Linked DNA regions of Mus musculus: region 2 is linked to region 1. The links are chromatin contacts, called in public Micro-C maps. All regions are on one chromosome and are shown on one strand. The core of a region is the stretch at or near the end of the contact, and the rest is flanking DNA. Distances in the headings are between cores, read along the strand shown.

Region 1 (6,091 bases), core at 1,161-3,660:
CCAGATTTAAACAAACAAACAAACAAAAGACATCGGGGTGGTAAATTGGTGGCAAGATGCTTCAGTGGGTAAAAGTGTTTGTTGAGAAAGACTGAGGATCTGAGTTCGATTCCCATAAGCCACACACACGAAAGCTGGAGGAGGGTGGATGCACTGTAATTCCAGCACCAGAGTGGCAAATAGGCTACCTGTCCTGGAAAAGTCAGCAAACAAGTGAAACTGAGACCTTCCCTTAACAAGGTGGTGGAACATCAAATCCACTATCAAGAGTTGCCCTCTAACCTACACACACACACACACACACACACACACACACGTGGAGGGAGAGTGAGCAAGCTTAAGTAATCTAAAACTAAAGAAAGCTCAACTAAGTATCAAGAATAATTCCCATAGAACCTTACCTCGGTTAAGCTTCAGAAAACTGAAGACACAGGAAAGGTAGGAAAAGCATGCTTTGCGTATGATGGGAAACCAACTCACGTGACAGCTGGTTTCTCATGACACACAGAGGAGGGAGAAGGAACTGCTATACACGTTTTCACTGCAGTCCTGGAATGCAATGCATCTGTGTATTCCTAACTCTTTTCTCTGGTTTCCTGTTCCTTGGTAAGCTTGAAGTCTGCTGCTGGGGTATAAGACCATGACTTGAAACAACAACAAAAGGAGAGTATGAATGATGTTGCTTTTTATTTAAAGAGTTTTAGTTTCTGATTGGCAGTAGGAAAAACTCCAGAGAGTAAACTAATCTGAAGCTTATTTTCAATCTTCTTGATAACTGGTCTATTTCTGTTTTACACTTACACCTAGGATTTAATTGTTCAGAGGTTTCCTCAAAAATCTGTAGTATTTACCAAGACCCTTCGCACTCTAGGACCAGGAAACTATTCAAAAAGACTATTGTACTGTTACGTCTCAAGTTGACACCGGCTAGAGTCATCTGGAAGAGGGAATCTCAACTGAGGAAATGCTCCCATTCGACTGGCCTGTCTGCAAGCCTGTGGTGCATTTTCTTGATTGATGTTGATGTTGATTGGGCCCATCCTACTGGGGGGTGGGGCAACCCTGGGTGAGTGGCCCTGGTGTTTTATCACAGCAACAATATCCTGACTAAAATGACTTTCCCTTAAGTAAATGGTGCTGGCAAAAATGGCAAGCCAATGGAGTAAGAGTAAATGTGATTTACATACTATACCAGCAAACAGAAAAAGGGGGAAAGGTCAAATGGATTAAATACTGAAATTAAATCTCATCATTAGAAAAAAGTGTTAACTGGAGTGAGAAGGTACCAAAGTTACAGAGTTATGTGTGAAGTAATACAAAAGAAATTCTGGAGATTTTTTTGGCATGGTAATATGAATTAACACTTAAAAATAGGTAAGATAATGAATTGTATAAAGTATTTTCTAACCAGTTTTAGTAAACATGTAAGTGAATATAGTTTCCTTTATAGTGTATAAAGGAAAATATTGATAAACCTGACTATTTATATGTATTTTGAAAGCTGAATACTAATAGTAAATAATTAACAATTAATTTTAACTATAATAATTGTATTATATTGAGATTATGGTATTTTAAAAAAATAGACAACTTTACCTTTTCTAGGGCCATAGTGAAGTATTTACAGACGAAAGGACATGATGCTTGTATTTGTTTCAAAATATGAGAGTAAAAGGTGTCGAAGAGGGTAAAAACAAAGTTGGCCCTGTGTTCTAATTGTTTGAGACAGACAAGAGTTCATTATTCTATTTTTAGCTATTTTCAAAATCAGGACCAGTGTAGTAACATTTCAAGAGCTGTGTAGATAACACCGTTAAAGGCTGCTGACGCAGCTCAGCTGGCAGACCTAACACTGACCTAACATTCAAGAAGCTCAGGGTCAGTCACCAGCATGCTGTGACCACAGGAGGTGAGGGCAGGACAATGACAAGTTCAGGGTCATCCTCAGCTACATAGCTAATTTGAGGCTAGTGTGGGCTATATGAGACCTTGTCTTTAAAAGAAAGAAAAGGCAAGCTAGCACAGTGTAGTAACTCTTAACCCCTCACCCCCCAAAAAGATGGCAATAGTTTTGAAACCAAAATATCCACTAGATTTCTAGATGAAATATAAATTACTAAATCCCATTTGTTTATTTATTTATTTACAAGTATAGAGTGGGCTGTACAACACAAGAAAGGCAGGCATGGTAACACATTTGTAATCCTGGCATTAGGAAGTAGAGAGAGGAGTGCTGTGAGTTCAAGGGCAGCCTGAGCCACAGTGTCTTAACCCACAGCAGATCTGTGTTAATCTGGGGCTAGGTAGATAGACGGCTTGGCAGTTAAAAGTACTTACTGTTCTTACAGAGAAGGGTGTGGGGGAGGTGTTCAGTTCCTCCACCCACATGGCAGCTTTCAACCACCTGTAACTCCAGTTCCAAATGATCTAGCACCCTCTATTGGACTGCTTGGGTACCAGGCATGCACACAGTGCACAGACACATCACAAACATAAAATTAAAAAACAATCAATAATAAACAAAGAATAGGTTGTGTTTTTTAGGGGCTGCGAAGATGGCACCATGGATAAAGGTTCTTGTTGCCACCACCCTGAATCCAATCCTGGGTGCACATATGGAAGGAAAGAACCAACTTCACCAGGTTGTCCCCTGACTTTCACACTGTGGCGTGAGTCCCTCATCATGTTCATATACACTTGCACACGTGCCCACACACTCATTAATACATGAGTAAAGACTTTATTTTAATCTAATTTTAAATCTGAGATTTACTCTAAGAAGCTCATTCACCTGTTTCTAACATTCAGTAACTCCTCAAAACTCTTAAAACCCATACATCTTACAAGATAGGGTTTAGTTTTACATCCTATCATTTTTGCTCTTCTGCTTATTCTCACTTTAGATCTACCGTTAAATAGTGTTAGTAAGTGACCATGCAGTAAACTACTTCCTAAAGTACAGTTCTAAGAATATAAATATGTGCATAGAAGTTTAAAACAACCATTATGTGCAAACTACAAGTTCTACACTCACCTACCCCACCAAACCAAGGCACTTTCTCATGCTTTATATGTCAAACTCCCCTAAATGCCTGGTCTGTGATTTTTCTCCATCAGCAGGGTCCTTTGCTATATACTAGGTTAGGCAAGTGGAAGCACACAGTGTACAACTGCCTGCGGCCACATTCTCTCACCCTGAACAATACTGCTACAGACCCATGCTGCTGCATGTGTCAATAAAGTCCTTCACTGCTTAGTCATCAACTTATGAATTTACCACACTTATCATTTCATACTTTCACAACCATGTGGGCTGTTTTCAGCATGTGTGGCTGTGAATAACATAGACGGATGTATTGCTTAATTAAAGATATGGACCAAGGTTGAATGTAAGTTGTTACCACTATGGGAAAGTGGAATATATGAAAATCTTGTCCAAATTTGCAACTTCTATGAGAATAGAAATTTGTTCCAGTACTAATTAATAACATAATTATACATATGTAATATTTTCATTGATCTGAGCCGTATTCAAGAGAACCAGTTTTTCTGCATCTTGGATGTCCTGGTACTGCCCTGATTTCCTATATTAGTTACGTTAAGCACTTGTTTAGTAGTGGATCATTGTATTGTCCTGGTTTCCTACACTAGTTACGTTAAGTACTTGTTTAGTAGTGGATCATTGTATTGTCCTGATTTCCTACATTAGTTACGTTAAGTACTTGTTTAGTAGTGGATCATTGTATTGTCCTGGTTTCCTACATTACATTAGTTACGTTAAGCACTTGTTTAGTAGTGGATCATTGTATTGTCCTGATTTCCTACACTAGTTACGTTAAGTACTTGTTTAGTAGTGGATCATTGTGGGTTTAATCTGAATCTCCCTGAGGCAGTGGAAAGACTGCAAGGCTCATAATTTCAACTATCTTTTCAATTGCACTTACTTCCAACTTTTGATGAAATATCTGTGTTTGATTAACTTTGTGTGTATGTGTTAGTACATGTCATGTCTGTGCAGATTATATTTGTGGAGGCTAACATGAAAATTCTTTTTCAATTACCTCTGGAATGTGAGGGCAATCTGGGTGCAACATCTGTCACCCCACTGATCGCCAGGGCTGATTCATCTGATCTGACTGTCTAGGCAGGTATGCCCTCCTGAAGCTGCACAATTGGCCAGTCCTCAGTTGATGGAAGGGACAACCTTCCCCAATAGAAGAGAACTTGTCTTTGGTTGAGGGCATATGAGTAGCTGCGCTCCCCTGATAGAACCTCCAAACAAGCTCTCAATTACCCTCTGATTTTTTTGAGGCAGAGTCTCTCACTGAACCTAGAAGCACATGATTTGCCTAAATTGCCTGCGCAGCAGGTCCCAGGCATGCTTCTCCCTCCACTGTCCAGCACTGGGACTATAACACCCAATCTTTCAAATAGATGCTAGGGATCCAAATTCAAGTCCTTATGTTTACATAGAAAGCACTTACTGGCCAGGTGTGGTGGCGCACGCCTTTAATCCCAGCACTCGGGAGGCACAGGCAGGCGGATTTCTGAGTTCGAGGCCAGCCTGGTCTACAAAGTGAGTTCCAGGATAGCCAGGGCTACACAGAGAAACCCTGTCTCGGAAAAAAAAACTAAAAAAAAAAAAGCACTTACTGACTTTTAGCCATCTCCTACAATCCCCATTTTGTTCATTTTGAAATTGGCTGTTTCTTTATTATAGAGGTTTGAGAGTTCTTTGCATGAGTTTGATACAAGTCCTTACTAGGTATGTCATTTGAAAATACTTTTCAGTCTGAAGATGGTACTTTCATTCTCAAAATGGTGTCTTTTGTAGCAAAAGCTTTTAATTTTTATGAAGCTCAATCTGCCACTCTTCTTTAACAGACCACACTGCTGGTTTCTTGTCTAAGAACTCTGTCCTACCCTTAAGCTATGAAGGTTTGTTTTCTACCTAAAGCTTTATGAATTCACAATTTACATTTTTAGACATAGAATGTCCTTGGAGTTAATGCTTTTGTAAGGTACGAGTACAACCACAGTCCATTTTCCTCATTAACAACAAAGGGTTTATTCACCTAGAAAAGCTAAGCCAAGGTCAAGAAACAGGGTGATCTCTATATTAAAGAAGATGACTTAGAGAACTGTGGGGGAGGGGAGATATATTAGCATTTTCTTTAAAGAGTGATTTTTCCCTTGAAATGCTACTTTGTTGAGGTAATAATTTCAAAATGCCATGATCAGAAAAAAAGCAAATTAAATATTTTCTGAACATCTGTCATATTCTTTGGCTAGGGCTGTATATTCAACCCATATGTTCCTATGTAAAAATTTTTACAATAAGTAACTTGTTGGCATTATTTCTGCTTTACAGAGAAAAACACTGAGCATACACAGCTCAAATGGTTTTATTTTCTTCTTTAGTCATATTTTCCTAATTTGTCTTTAAAATATTCTCATTATGAAAGAATGAAACCATTTCTGGAAAATCTCCACATAGGTGAGAAAATTAGTAAATCCTGCTACCAAGCTGCTGCAAATACATGACTGATCCGGGAAGGGTCTGCGAGCAGCAGCAGCAGCAGCAACAGGAAAGTGGTCCAGAACACAGCTATGAACACAGCTGAAGCAGATGGAAAACACAGAGCTTTAGCAAAGAAACAGAACATAGTTACAAATGGATATTTCAGAAGTAAAAATACAATATTCAAAATTAAGCTTACAGGATTAACTTATTAGCAAATGAAGATTCGTGAAGAATGAAAAGTGAACTTGAAGACAAATCAATAGAAACAATCAAATCTGAAAAGACACATAATCATGGGAGCCACAGGAAGTGAAGAACAATTAGAGAAATACATCATTTTTTTGTCTTCAAAGTTCCAAAAGGAGAAGAAAGAGAACGGGCCATGTTTCCCACCTGCTTCCCTTTACAAAACTGGACTATATCCTCCCCACACCCCACTGTGCTGAGTCATTCTCTACTGTTTTTCCTGCCTGCCTCCCTTTACAAAAGTGCCCCCTCCCCTGCTGTGCTACATCATTCTCTTCATTTCCATATTACATATTCTGTGTAATCCATAACTGTAAGTTC
Region 2 (6,386 bases), core at 2,156-4,655, 210 kb before region 1:
TTCCTCATCCCCCAGCCTCTGGTGGCAACTGTGAAAACACCTACTCTAGGTATCTCGTAAGTAGACGCATACAGTAGCTGTCCTCTCACATCTGGCTTGTTTTGTCTTTGTTTAGCATGAAGTCTTCAGAGTTCGTCTGTGTGTAGCATGTGTAGAACTCCCTTCTCTCCCAGGCAGGGTAATTACTGTTGTAGACCACAGTTTACCCACCAGGATCTCCGAGTGACACATCCATTTGTCTGTTATGAGCGATGTCACTATGAACCCTGGTATTCCAGTGTCTCTTCCAGGCTTTACTTCTGTCCTTTGGATATGCACCCAGCAGTGGACTCGCCAGTTCATGTGCTACCACTGTGTTTAACTTTTCTAGGCACCAGCCTTGTACATTTTTAATGTTGATAAACATTGTCAAATCGTCTCATATACAGGTTCAAACAATTTATATTCCTTTTAGTGATGAATGAGAGTGTACTTAGACTCTTACATTTCTCTTGTTTATCTAGAAAATACTTCTTTACTCTTGGAACCCCTGACGCCCTAGAGATTGTTCTTGTTCTTGTTCGTGAAGTCAGCAGAGCCAGGTCCTTGCACACCCCATCCCTGTATGTCTCATCCTCTTGTGACTGACTGTGCCATAGGGGACCAGCCTCACCCCTAGCCCCATGCTGGTGGCCTCAGATCTGAATTAAGGGCTTGCAGCCATTTTCTCTGGACAGCAGGAAGTGGCTTTCCGTGTGACCTTGGGGCTGCGCCTCTTTGACTTTGGTTTGACCTTCTGAAAAACTAGGATAAAAAAAAATCATTGTCTTAGATTGTTTGGTAAGCACATCAAGTAAGAAGGTAGAGGTGAGCTTAAAAACTGTGACGGCCTTTGATGCTGTTAACTACAAGGACGCATTTCAGCTCCTGGGGACACACTGGCTGAAGGAGAGTTGAGGAGGAAGCTGGTAGCTGGTTGAGAGAGCACCTTTTTCCTCTGTTCCGGTTGACAGTGGTTGCTCCCTCTCCAGGTATCAGGGCTGACTGTACACAGGAGCCTCAGCCAGGGCGACTTGGATCCAAGTGCAGGTCTCTGTCAGCTTTCCTATGTCAGAGCCCGTGGTACACACGGAAACAAGATGACAGACAGGGATACTGGGGACAAAGGGCTGTAGGAGCAGACAGAAGCGGGTCTGGATACAGGACCCCTTTTAAGGAGCCACTTGAAGTCCCTGCCACACTAAATATCACCTGTGTGGTCCTTGTGTAAATGTCAGTTCTAGGCCAGATGAGGTCCTTCGAGAATGCCTCACTCAGGCCCAGGTCTCACGTGACAGTGTCGATATAACTGCTTTTGTGGCAAACGCTGTGCCCTGTCCCTGAGGTTGCGTGACCCCCCTCCTACCCCCCCACCCCAGCCAGTCTCCTCTTCCCCTCATCTTCCTCCTCTGTCACTGCAGGGACCCTGCCCAAATGTCTCTGGGTGCAGTCCCTTTAGTACTGTCTCTGTGGAGGTCTCCAGCTTTTTGCTTGGGATGAAGGCGGACAGAGTTATAGCTCCTAGGAAGGGGTGAGGTGGCCCAGCTCTTTCATACAAGGGAGGCATGCCTCAGGTGACAGATGGGTGGAGCCAGAAAGTAGGCAAGAAAGGCGAGGAACAAAGTAGTTTGGCCTCATAGCCTGGCCCTGGCCCCTGCTTCCCTGCAGAGCAGAGCTGTGTCTGCCAACTCCAAAGGCTTATTGATGTGTCTTTCTGAGCATGATTCTGGCATGAAAGGGGAGTCAGGCCAGGCATCGTGGGTGGTCCAGTAGCTGAATGGAGTAGATATCCGAGTGGACTTGGGGTCTCTCTCTAGTCTCCCCTCAGCTCCATGGGCATGTTAGTGCGGAGCCAGAGGCCCAGAGGGAAGAACTTCCATTACTTGTTGTGACTCCCATGTGACCTACTTTGGGGATTCGTTTGGGACCTTGAGAGTTGCTAAGCACCCCAACTGGCACCTGGCAGCAGAGGCACTCAGAACATCACACCTGTTGCCAGGCACAAACTTTAGAATTATGAAGTACCTGAATCACCCCCAGAAACACTTAGCAGGCACGGAAAATAAAGAAGGAGGAATGAGGGGCATGGAGAAGTGACAGGGGAGCCTCCTCAGGGCACACCCTATCCTTCAGAAGGCGGGGGGGGGGGGCGAGGGGGGGAGGGCTCCTCTCAGCCCCCACACCCCAGCACCTAGGAAGCTGCATCCAGGCTCCAGTGGAGATGCTGGCTGTACAGGGTTATAAGAGAGCTGTCCACTGTCACTAGCTGTGTGCCCTGGGAATCATGGCTTAGGAGACACTACTTCTGTGGCGCCCACACAGGTGAACACTGCTGTAACCTGCTTCTCTCAGCCTGCCTCTGCCTGGGTCTTGATCCTTCATGTGAGGTCTGCTGCTGTTCTGAGCCAGGACTTTACCTGTTTGCCACAGGATTGGGTTTCTCTCCCTCCGAGAGCCGAGAACTCTAGGAGAATGCACTGCTTCATAGGCTCAGTGCCTGAATATCCTTGTCCTCTGACCTTTACTGCGTGCCCCAAGTCCTTCGGCTGTTAGGGCGTGGCACAGAGTCCCCTTAACCTTGAGCCTTGTTCTCTTGGAGGCCATGGGGGAGGGGAGAATCAGGTTTCTAGTACCAACCCCAAAGTTGTCCTGGCAACAGTGAGGTGAGGGTGATGGGCCTGCTTCCTTGGGGAGCAGCTCAGTGGGGAAAGATGGTTGGTGTGGGCAGAGAGCAGCGCACCTCCTCTCTCCACAGGGGTGTGGCCTCTTCCTCTTGGCACTGGACCTCAGTATCCCCAGTGTTGAAATTCCAGTGTTGAAATTGGGTGGGTCACCTGATAGGGCCACAGAGCATTAATTTGGAAATACACTTTCATTTTAATTTGGAAATACACTTTCATTTTAGCCTCTAAACAGAAACACTCTTTTTTTGTTTTGTTATTTTTTGTTGTTGTTTTTCGAGACAGGGTTTCTCTGAGTAGCCCTGGCTGTCCTGGAACTCACTCTGTAGACCAGGCTGGCCTCGAACTCAGAGATCTGCCTGCCTCTGCCTCCCGAGTGCTGGGATTAAAGGTGTGCGCCACCATGTCGGGCCAGAAACACTCTTGAATACAGTTAATATCCTTAGCTTTTGTTTTAGCTTTGAAATCCCTTGATGTGAGGAAAGCCAGAAGGCGCCTCCCCTTGTTGTACGTGTTGTACGATGAATACTGGTTTCTCTGTGGCTTTAGTTTCCACCACTTGGACTTTACAGGGTGTTCTTCATGCCAGTATTTCAGAACCTAGCAAGGCACATCCCTGCTTCAGGCAGCTGGGGCGAGGGGGCTCCTGGTGAGGAGGGCTCTGTTGTGCTGTGACTCCTCCAGGCAGCAGTGATGACGTCAGCACTTTTAAGCCACTCCTCCTACTGAGCCCTGCCTCCCAAGCCCTGTCTACCTGAAGTCTGTCTTCTGAGCCTCTGCTGGCTCAGCAGCTTTCCAGTCTTGACCACCACTGCTGGCGTCATATCCTTCAGCATATCCTGTGGTCTGTGGCCACAGCTGGGAGCATCTCCTGTCTGGCTGTGGCTAGTAATCCAGGTAGTCTATTAAATGCATAATTAATAATTAGAAATGTCTACATCCTCTATGGCAACCTGGGCTTTTTACTACCTTGCCAAGTGTCTGTAAATTTTTCCTGTTTGAGACGAGTCTTACTCTGTGGCCCAGGCTAGCCTTGAACTCATAGCACTCCTGCCTTAGCCTTCCGATTGGGCATCACAGGTGTGAATGAGCCACCATGCTGGGTTTCAGAGTGAGACATAGATTCTCATTCTAGTTGAACCATTTGTCGCTTGGCCCTGAGAAGTTACTTATGTGCTCTGAGCCCCAGCTTCTCTGTGAAGTGGTAATAGAGAATAGGATGGTTAAGAAGTCCATGAGAGCCTGGAGAGATGACTCAGTGGTTAAGAGCATCTACCGTCATTGCAGATGACCTGAGTTCATGGTCCTAACACCCATCCATCCAGTCAGGGGACCCACAACTGCCTGTAACTCCGGGGAATCTAATGCCTTCTTGTCTGCAGGCTTCTGCATGCATATACATATACTGGCAGGTAGACAGACAGACAGACAGACAGACAGACACACACACACACACACACACACACACACACACACACACAAACAGAGTAAGCATACATTTTAATTCAGATCACTAGTATCCAGGGCCACCTTCCACGAGGACATGGTTCTGAGCATAGATTCTGTGGGGGTGGCTGGCAGAAAATACATCCGTATGAGCTACAGAGCAGGGAAAGGAACTTACCAGGCACCACAGGTAGACGGAAGTTGGTATCAGTATCTTGGGCCAGGGAAAGCTTTCTTGAGGTAATGTGGAGTGGAGACCTGCAGGTGGTGAGCAGCAAGCCATGGGGAGGGTGGCAGCATGGGAAAGAACCTGGGGTGAATCCACAGGACACATGGAACACAGTGCTAGGAACAGAAGGAGATGGGGATGGGGTGTGTCCATCGGCAGGAACACAGGACAGTGGAACAGGAGAGGGAGGGAGGCAGAGATCCTGTGAGCCACAACCTGGAGCCTGCAGTCCTGGAGAGAGCCTTGGCTTTGTGCTGAGGAGAGCTAGGATTAGCCATCCCAGGAATTCAAACAGTGTAGCTATTGATGGGGAAGAGATAGCCAAGGAAGCAGGGAGATCAGAGGGATATGGTAGCCCAGATCAGGACCTTGATGGTAGAAGCTAAGTGCTTTACAGCTAGGTGAACCAGAGAGTGGGGAATTGAGGATAGAGAGGGAGTATTGGGGGTTATTGGAGAGGTGGACATCCCACATGGGCATTCTCAGTGAATTAACCACACAGCTGGTAGGTTTGAGGGCTGAGAACCATGTTAGTAAACTCTTGCATGGGCCCTGCTGGGTAAGAGGGTATATAGGGCCTCCTAATATGTTGGTGGGCTCAGTGGAAGCTGTTGGTCATGCAGCTCCTGGCAAGCCTTTGATTGCATCCACCAGGGTCTTATGATAGGCAGGTTTCTCCTGAAAGGCCTTCCTCCAGCCTTCTCTCTGTCCCAGGGTCACTGGGGCTTAGCAGAAGCTACCCAGAAGGGTACGGCCATTGCCTCACCATTCTAGTCAGGAGTTCTGTTGCATGTATGGTATAGAACATGATATGATGCATCCAAATTAATGAAGGAGGCCTGAAGTATAGGAACTTCGATCTGTGTGGGTCACACGTGAGATAAACAGGGTCCTGTGACTTGGTTAGATATGCACTAAGAAAGAAGAGTTCGGAGTGTAAAATAAAGGCGAAGGATCCAGGAAAAGCAGAGGGACTCGAGACTCGGCAGGTGGCTATAGAAATACTTAGTGTTTGGACCTGGTCCTAAAACGTACTGATTCTTAGGGCTGGAGAGATGGCTCAGCAGGTAGGTGCAACTATTGATCTTGGAGAATGTTGTGGGAAATATTAAAAAAGAATGGCACCATCCCACACCATACTCAGCTACTCTCTGCTCATGGTCTCATCACCCCTAGGCTATCCCCATGCAGTGGCCAATCGTGGTTCTCTTGCTGCGGATTCTGCTCACATTCCCAGCCATCCAGCCACTGTGGTCAGCAGTCCTAAATCCCAGTAACAAGGCAAAATCAAAACTCTAGAGGCTTGACATTTGTAAGTCAAATTTATATCAGTAAATTTTCACCCCACAAAAGGCCCATACAGTGAATTCAGAGCCAATCAATATTGTTATAAATCGCTCACCTAGATAAGACAAATTGTTCTGTAGTTATTCATCCCTTATATGATATGCATAGCTATCTCTGGCTACTTAAAGCCACACAGAATCTTGTCTTCCTCTCCCTCCATAGTCTTTTCTTTTCTCTCTGTCCTCTTCTCTTCATCTCCTTCTTCTCCCCCAAACTTTTCAGCTTCACCTTCCCTTCCACTGTCCAGTGGCTCTAGCCTTTATTTTATAAGTTAAGGTGGGGAGAAGGTTCACAAGAAGTCACCTTAGAGCCGGGCGTGGTGGCGCACGCCTTTAATCCCAGCGTTCGGGAGGCAGAGGCAGGTGGATTTCTGAGTTCGAGGCCAGCCTGGTCTACAGAGTGAGCTCCAGGACAGCCAGGGCTACACAGAGAAATCCTGTCTCGAAAAAACAAAAAAACAAAACAAAACAAAAAAAAAGAAGTCACCTGAGTACATGATTCACTCCTTGTCTGCAGCCCCTCCTGGGCAAATGGAATTAGCACCAAAATGCAAACAGCACCAGGACTGTCTGCCACAGGAGAAGGCCTGCGTTCCCTTCCCAGCGCCTATCATCAGTAACTACAGTTCTAATCTGATGTCCTCTTCTGGCCTTCATGGGCACTGC

Evidence for each region. Hi-C and Micro-C count contacts between places; a contact is called where the count stands out from the background.
Region 2: a contact with region 1 is called in a Micro-C map of embryonic stem cells, with 1.7 times the contacts expected there. The contact joins two enhancer-like sites. A contact is called at or near these places in 2 of 15 datasets of contacts at CTCF or cohesin (large pre-B cells and stem cell-derived epiblast-like cells), 6 of 484 Hi-C or Micro-C datasets (all in embryonic stem cells) and 5 of 115 datasets of contacts at active chromatin or transcription factors (all in embryonic stem cells).

The regions. Positions count from the first base shown.
Region 1 is chr12:4,390,416-4,396,506 of GRCm38.p6, forward strand. The region is part of intron 2 of Ncoa1 (nuclear receptor coactivator 1); the gene reads right to left. Among named protein-coding and RNA genes, the nearest start is that of Gm51963, 66 kb to the right of the region's middle. Within about 2 kb of position 2,411, at least 18 of the 459 cell types and tissues checked have an H3K27ac peak or open chromatin away from gene starts, as enhancers often do. A contact at or near this core is called in embryonic stem cells and stem cell-derived epiblast-like cells, where this site is marked.
Region 2 is chr12:4,177,261-4,183,646 of GRCm38.p6, forward strand. The region is part of intron 2 of Adcy3 (adenylate cyclase 3); the gene reads left to right. Among named protein-coding and RNA genes, the nearest start is that of Adcy3, 46 kb to the left of the region's middle. Within about 2 kb of position 3,406, at least 28 of the 459 cell types and tissues checked have an H3K27ac peak or open chromatin away from gene starts, as enhancers often do. A contact at or near this core is called in embryonic stem cells and stem cell-derived epiblast-like cells, where this site is marked.